2 separate regions of the Pan troglodytes genome follow, and region 1 is linked to region 2. The links are chromatin contacts, called in public Hi-C maps. All regions are on one chromosome and are shown on one strand. Each heading gives the region's core, a stretch centred on a gene start, on an enhancer-like site or on the middle of the called end of the contact. The rest is flanking DNA. Distances are from core to core; before and after follow the strand shown. Region 1 holds the start of ARFGAP1 (ADP ribosylation factor GTPase activating protein 1). Region 2 has its middle 9.1 kb from the start of YTHDF1.

What was found. A called contact is a pair of places that touch in the nucleus more often than the background predicts.
Region 1: a Hi-C map of induced pluripotent stem cells shows a contact between it and region 2, with 1.7 times the contacts expected there. The contact joins the promoter of ARFGAP1 here to the enhancer-like site in region 2. A contact is called at or near these places in 2 of 7 Hi-C or Micro-C datasets (induced pluripotent stem cells and stem cell-derived neural progenitor cells) and 1 of 1 datasets of contacts at active chromatin or transcription factors (stem cell-derived excitatory neurons).

The regions. Positions count from the first base shown.
Region 1 is chr21:69,593,192-69,596,691 of NHGRI_mPanTro3-v2.0_pri, forward strand. It overlaps ARFGAP1 (ADP ribosylation factor GTPase activating protein 1), which reads left to right and starts at 1,967. Exons shown (of 14, transcript XR_010154178.1): 1 at 1,967-2,107.
Region 2 is chr21:69,540,927-69,544,250 of NHGRI_mPanTro3-v2.0_pri, forward strand. No RefSeq gene overlaps it. Among named protein-coding and RNA genes, the nearest start is that of YTHDF1, 9.1 kb to the left of the region's middle. Within about 2 kb of position 1,630, at least 1 of the 24 cell types and tissues checked has an H3K27ac peak or open chromatin away from gene starts, as enhancers often do. A contact at or near this core is called in induced pluripotent stem cells, where this site is marked.

The sequences.
Region 1 (3,500 bases), core at 717-3,216, 53 kb after region 2:
TCAGCTTCTCAACCTTCACAGTCTGCCTCTTCCAGGCAGCCCACTGTGACTAATCCAGCACATGGCTCCCACTCTCTGAACTCATGGTACCCACACAGTCCTGACCACGAGATCGGTGCTGAAATCTACACTGTTCCAACTTCCACTTGTGTAGATGCTGCTGGTGCCTGTGCACGTCACCTTGGCCCTTTCCTTTTTGTGCACGCCAGTGGTTTCTTACTGCAAGAACTGGCGACTCCCTCCTGAGGGCAAATAAATGGCACTGAGACACCATTTTGTACCCACAAGGCCTGCTGCCGTCAAAAGACTGACAATACCAAGTGTTGACAGAGATGCAGAGCAGCTGGACCTCACACATCACTGGCGGAAGCGTGAAATGCTTACCATCTTTTTGTTGTTGTTTAGAGATGCAGTCTCGCTTTGTCACCCAGGCTGGAGTGCAGTGGAGTGATCTCAGCTCACTGTAACCTTTGCCTCCAGGGTTCAAGCAATTCTCCTGCTTCAGTCTCCCGAGTAGCTGGGATTACAGGCATGCACCCCCAAGCCCAGCTAATTTTTGTATTTTTAGTAGAGACGGGGTTTCGCCATGTTGGCCCGGCTGGTCTTGAACTCCTGACCTCGGGTGATCCACCTGCCTCAGCCTTCCTAAGTGTTGGGATTACAGGCATGAGCCACTGCGCCCGACCACTTAGCATGTTTTAATAACGTTCCATACACACTTACCCAGGACCCAGAAATTTCACTTCTAGGTAATTACCTAAGAGGAAGAAAAAATATGCCTACAAAAAGACCTTTCAAGACAGCTTTATTCATACTAGCCAAAACTTAGACACCACCCCAGTGTGCAAAGTGTGAATAAATGAAGGAATGTGGCGTGTTTTCCATGGCACACTACTCGGCAGTTACGGATACGCACAACGTGGCTGAATCTCAGAGATATCACGTAAAGGGAAAGAAGCCATCACGAAAGTGTATTTTGCACGACTCTATTTGTGTGATATTCCAGAACAGACAAAACTAAGATATGGGGATACTGGAATCAGAAGAGTGGCTGCCTCTGATGGAAATGTTCTATAATTGACTATGGTAGACGTTACCTGGGGGTATGCATTTGTCAAAACTCATTGAACTGGACGCTTTGCGGTGTGTAGCTTATATCTCAAAAATGTTTATTCTCCATCATTTCGAAAGTCACCCAGATCAAGGAGGAATACGTGGAATGCACAGAAAAGCACAAAGTAAAAAAAAACAAAAAGTGACCTGCAATTAACCTCCCACAGGTGATCGCTTTTTCAGCTTTGTACCTTCCTAGTGCAGACTCAGGTCCCACCATGGCAGGGGTGGGGGCCCGCAGACGCTCTCAACCCCGCCGCCTCCTACCAGGGCCCAAAGGCTCGGGTGGTGGGAGACAGAGTCAGACCCCAGGGCGGGAGTATGGGCCCCAGGACGCAACCCTCCACCCCCGCGCCGGTCCCCCGGTCCCCTGCTGCCCACTGCCTGTGACCCTCGCCTCCCTGCCTGTCGCCCGCTGCCCCAGTCCTCCTACCCGAGTCCCCCTGCCGGTCCCCGGCTGTCCTGGCCCCTCTGCCCCCGCCCCGTAGACCTCGCTCCCCTGCCGGTCCTCCATGGCCGCCGGTCCTCCATGGCCCCCGGTCCTCCTACCTGCGTCCCCCTGCCCGGCTGTCCCAGCCCCGCAGCTCCCGCCCCAGGCCCCCACCCGCCCCGCCCCCGTTGTCGGCCCCCGGTGAACGCGCCGTCCCAGAAGCACCTCAGCTTGGTTCCGCGGATGAACGGACGCTTCTCCCGCCCGGCCCCCAAAGGCTGCCGTCCTCCGCGGCCACTACGACCAGCTGCGGTCCGGGGCCCGGGGTGGGAGTTGGACTGCGTGGCTGCGCGTCCCCATGGCGACCGGGCGGGTGCGCGCCTCAGGGGCTGGGGCCTGAGGCGGAAGTCCCGCCCTTGCCGGCTCCCGTGAGACCTTGCAAAGCGCAACGTAGCCGGAAGCTGGTGGCGGCTGGTGGGCGACCGGGCGCATCCTCATTGCAGTGCGGCGGCCCTACCCCGGCCCTGGCCTGACCCCGGCGGCCCTGCCCGCCCCTCCCTCCAGGTAAGCGCGCGGCTCGGCGGCGCGGGCTCGGCCTGAGGTCCCGGCTGCCGCGGCGTCGTCCCCGGCCTTCGCGGGCGGACCTCCCTGCCGCAGCCTCCTCCACCCGGACCCCGTTCCACCCTGAGGCTGCTGCCCCAGAGCTTGGGGGCGCCCACCCTGACCTACCCCAGTTCCCTCGGCGCTGGGCGGCGGGGCCCTTCTCGCGCGGACGCCCCGCTGCAGCCGCCCCTCCGCCGTGCCGCCCCCCGCCCCTCGTGCCCCCTTCCGTACGAAGCTGCCCTCCACCCGCACCCCGAATCTGGAATCTCCCACCGGTTACGGGAGTCCAGAGGGTCCCTGCCCACGCACGTCGCCTCCCGGGGCGCGAGCAGGACCCTGCCCCGTCCCCTTCAACACCCTTTTCCCGAGCTCCTTCGGACCCAGGACTCGGCCTGGACACATCCCAGTCAGGTGGCCTCTGAAGCCCGGTGGAGCTTCAACCCCCTAAGAAGTGAGGGTCCTAAGAAGGAGATATATTTTTACATCTTGGTTTCAAGCGTTCAGAGTTTTTGCGTTATTTTTCAAGATAAACCATATTTGTACTTTTGAAGGTTAGGAGGTATTTGCTTTCGTGTTACTAACTTTAACATTTCAGGGAACTAGGGCTCTTGAATATCCAAAATAGTCACGTAGAGGAGTTCCTCTTAAATCCAAGCCAAGTCCTTTCCTTTACACACTCTCTCCCTCCGGTAGTTCTGTGAGTATCCTGTATGTTTTACCGTTAGAAATTCAAGCCGTCTCCTCATGGTTCTGACTTTTGTTTGCCTGTGTCTGTTGACCAATACATAAGCCCCGAGGGCAGGCGTGGTGCTATGGAAAGAGTACAGCACCGAGTATGGCGACCAGGATTGGTGTCGTCCTGCTTTGGCGGCTCACCTCCTCTCCGTGGGCCGTGGCTTCTGCATGTGCCGTGGTTCTGCACAGGGCCCTCAGTGGCTGCTGTGACAAGAATGTGTCCCGAGGCCCTTGTAAGCTCAGTCCCGCTCCCCGCTCCGCCAGGGCACCTCTCCACACAGGTTTTCCTTATTCCATCCTCAGTCGGCTGTATGGGTGGATGCTCAGTTTGATGACGGTATCCACCTGAATGAGTCATGCTGGGGTCCAGGTCCTGCGGTCAGGAGTGAGCATTCAGATGTCTGCCTCATGATCTGTGCTTCCTGGACACTCTTACAGAAGGCACAGAATTATGGAGCAGAAGGGAGCCCAGGGTGAACTTTTGGTTTTGTTTTGATGAACTGCAGAAAACAGGTGTTTATTTCCTAACTTTGAATAGGTTTAAGGTGGGCACTGGTCAATACTAGGAGTCATGGGCTTCAGAATTTAGAAACTTTGGCCATGTGGAGTTGGGACCCCC
Region 2 (3,324 bases), core at 380-2,879:
CACCGGGTCATCACTTGTCTGCAGGGACAGCTCCAAGGCCCCTGGTGTCACCTCTGTGCTGTCACCTGCTTTATGTCCAGCAGAGGGAGCTCTGAATCAGGAGTTAGGTCCTTGGCGTTCACCTTCCAGCTCCCCAGGGACCTGCCTCAGTTTCCCCAGCTGGGAGGCAGCATGTGGAAGGGAGTGCCAGAGGGGCTCACCCCACCTGGTGGGCATTCTGTAACTTGTGGCCTGCTGTGTCCAGCAGGTGCTGCTATTGAACCCTTGAAATTGAGAAACTGCCCTTTCAATTTTATTTACAGCAGGTGCTGCTATTGAACCCTTGAAATTGAGAAACTGCCCTTTCAATTTTATTTAATTAAATTCCAGCAGACACACGCAGCTAGTGGCTAATGTCTTTGACGGCCAAGCTCAGACTCTAGGCACTGATACTCAACACTGATCCTTTACACTCCCAGAAAGCTTTAATTAACACACATGTCCACCCCTCTGCCCCCCACCCACCCCCAGCAGAGAAATCAAAGTAGTCTGGGGTGGAGTTGGTGACCTACATGTTCAGGAGGCCTCTGGTTGAGCCTGAAACCTCCAGGTGAGCCTGACGGCTGCACATGTGCCTAGCACTCCGCGAGGTTGGCAAGCTCCTAAGACCTGCTCACCCACCCTGTTCCCTCTGCTGCGTGGAGCTGGGGAGTGTTCAATGGCCCCTCTCACTCTGCGTGTGGAGCTGGGGAGTGCTCACTGGCCCCTCTCACTCTGCGTGTGGAGCTGGGGAGTGTTCAATGGCCCCTCTCACTCTGCGTGTGGAGCTGGGGAGTGCTCACTGGCCCCTCTCACTCTGCGTGTGGAGCTGGGGAGTGCTCACTGGCCCCTCTCACTCTGCGTGTGGAGCTGGGGAGTGCTCACTGGCCCCTCTCACTCTGCGTGTGGAGCTGGGGAGTGCTCACTGGCCCTGCTCACTCTGCGTGTGGAGCTGGGGAGTGCAGTGTCCAGTTTGCCTCTTGCAGCCTCTTGCTTCCCCTTCCCTCTCCAGAGTCCTCCCTGTGGTCCCAGAGCTCCCTGATCTAGCCTTTCCTAAAGCTGACTCAACCACCTCCTGGATTCCCAGGCTGGAATCTGGGGCCAGAGATGGCGCATCTCATGTTTTCAAATGATGCCCAGAAGCTCACAGATAGCAGGGCTGTTCGGTGGATGTCTGGGCTCTGCAGGATTGCGGGAACAGAGGCCTGCTGCTCTCATCCTCCCGCCCTCCCCATTAATACAGGCCTTCTGTCCATCCCTGGCCCTAGGTGGCCTCTCAGCTCAGCTTCGCAAGCCACAGGGGCTTGGGAAGCTGCAGGAAGGAGCCAGGCACAGCTGTACTGAATAAGCTTCTCCCCACCCCTGACCCCCACAGGCCTGGGCCAGGCATGCCAGGAAAATAAATCAGACTAACGGACCCAGGTGGGGCCACAGCCACGGGAGGTGTGGTCCAGACAGCTGCCGTGGCACTGAGGAATGCTGACCATCCAGACGGAGACCCATGGTCGGGTCAGCATCCAGCCCAGCCCAGTCCAGCAGGTGGGGAGAAGCCCGTGGTGGGGCCTGCTCTGGGCCCACGCTGGTCTTCTCAGCACGCTCCCTGCTGGCCTCTTGCAACTCTGCCTGTGGCTCTCTAGGCGCTGGCTGGGAGCCAGCACTCACCGCAGCCAAAGCCCAGAGGGATGGACTTGCGCCAGGATGCTGGCCCCTTGGCAGGATACCTGGGGAGTCCCTGGGCTCTGGGAGGCCCTCAGCGGGGTGCCCAGGGCAGTGACCCCTCGGGAACATACCTACTGCTCATTTTTGTTTTGGGGTCTGCTCTGGAGAGCTCCACCTAAGACTCGGGGAGGAAGCCGTAAACCAAAAAAGCATGAGAGGCAGGGCTCAGTTGATCGAGACGTTGATTTTGCCAAGGTTAAGGACATGCCTAGAAGAAAAGCACATGGAGTCACATGTCCTTTTAGTCTGTGGTCTGTGCCTTTCTCCAAAGATGCTTTTGAGGGCTCCACCATTTAAAGGGGGGGAAAGCAGGCTGGAGGGGCAAGAGGGAGGCCTTGGTAATCACATGCTGCAAGAGAAGAGGAGCAGGCAGGGGAATCGTCAGCTGTGTGTTCCTCTCATGCTCGGAAACCTGCACGTGCATGAAATAAGGTGAACGTCTCCTGTAGAGATGCTTCACCTGTTATCTGTAACTACCTGCTTAGGAACAAAAAGAAAGGAAGCTTCTCACATGACTTAGCTTTTAGTTTAATTTTTTTCTTGTGGCAGAGTGAATTGGGGTCCTGAGTTTGTTTTTGTTTTTGTTTTGAAACAGAGTTTCGCTCTTGTTGCCCAGGCTGGAGTGCAATGGCGTGATCTCAGCTCACCACAGCCTCCGCCTCCAGGGTTCAAGCGATTCTCCTGCCTCAGCCTCCCAAGTGGCTGGGATTACAGGCATGCGCCACCACGCCTGGCTAATTTTGTATTTTTAGTAGAGATGGGGTTTCTTCATGTTGGCCAGGCTGGTCTCAAACTCCCAACCTCAGGTGATCCGCCCGCCTTGGCCTCCCAAAATGCTGGGATTACAGGCGTGAGCCACTGCACTGGCCTTGTTTTGCGATGGAGTCTTGCTCTTGTTGCCCAGGCTGGAGTGCCGTGGTGCAGTCTCAGCTCACTACAACCTCCGCCTCCTGGGTTCAAGCGATTCTCCCAGCTCAGACTCCCGAGTAGCTGGGATTACAGGTGCGCGCCACCCCACCCAGCTAATTTTTTTTAGTAGAGACGGGGTTTTGCCATGTTGGCCAGGCTGGTCTCGAACTCCTGGCTTCAAGTGATCCCCACCTGCTTCAGCCTTCCAAAGTGCTGGGATTACAGGTGTGAGTCACCACGCCCAGTCCCTCCAGACCATCTGAAAACAGGAAACTAGCCAGCCTGTCTGTCTCACTTCGAGCTTCTTAATGCCGTTGCCAGCCTCAGAAGCTGGAAGCCCCTCCTGTCGGCCTCTGATGCACTTGTCTGGAGCCCTGCGGTCACCTGGAGTCCTTGCTCTGTGGCCACAGGGAGGGTTACTCCAGTGCTGGCAGGCTCTGGCCCCCCAAGCTGAGGAGGAGGGGACCGGCTCAGCCACTTTTGGTGAGGGCACTTAGGGTTGTTTCAGCAGGAGTGGGGCTGGGTGCGGGAGGGTTGCCTGTCACAGGGGTTACCGGCCCACCTTGCCCAGCATACACCTGCTGAGCTTCCTGGGAACCCAGGCCTGAGGCCTGGACAGGAATTGGAGCTTCTCCTCCTCCCTCCCACCTCTTTCCTCCTCCTCCCTCCCACCCCTTT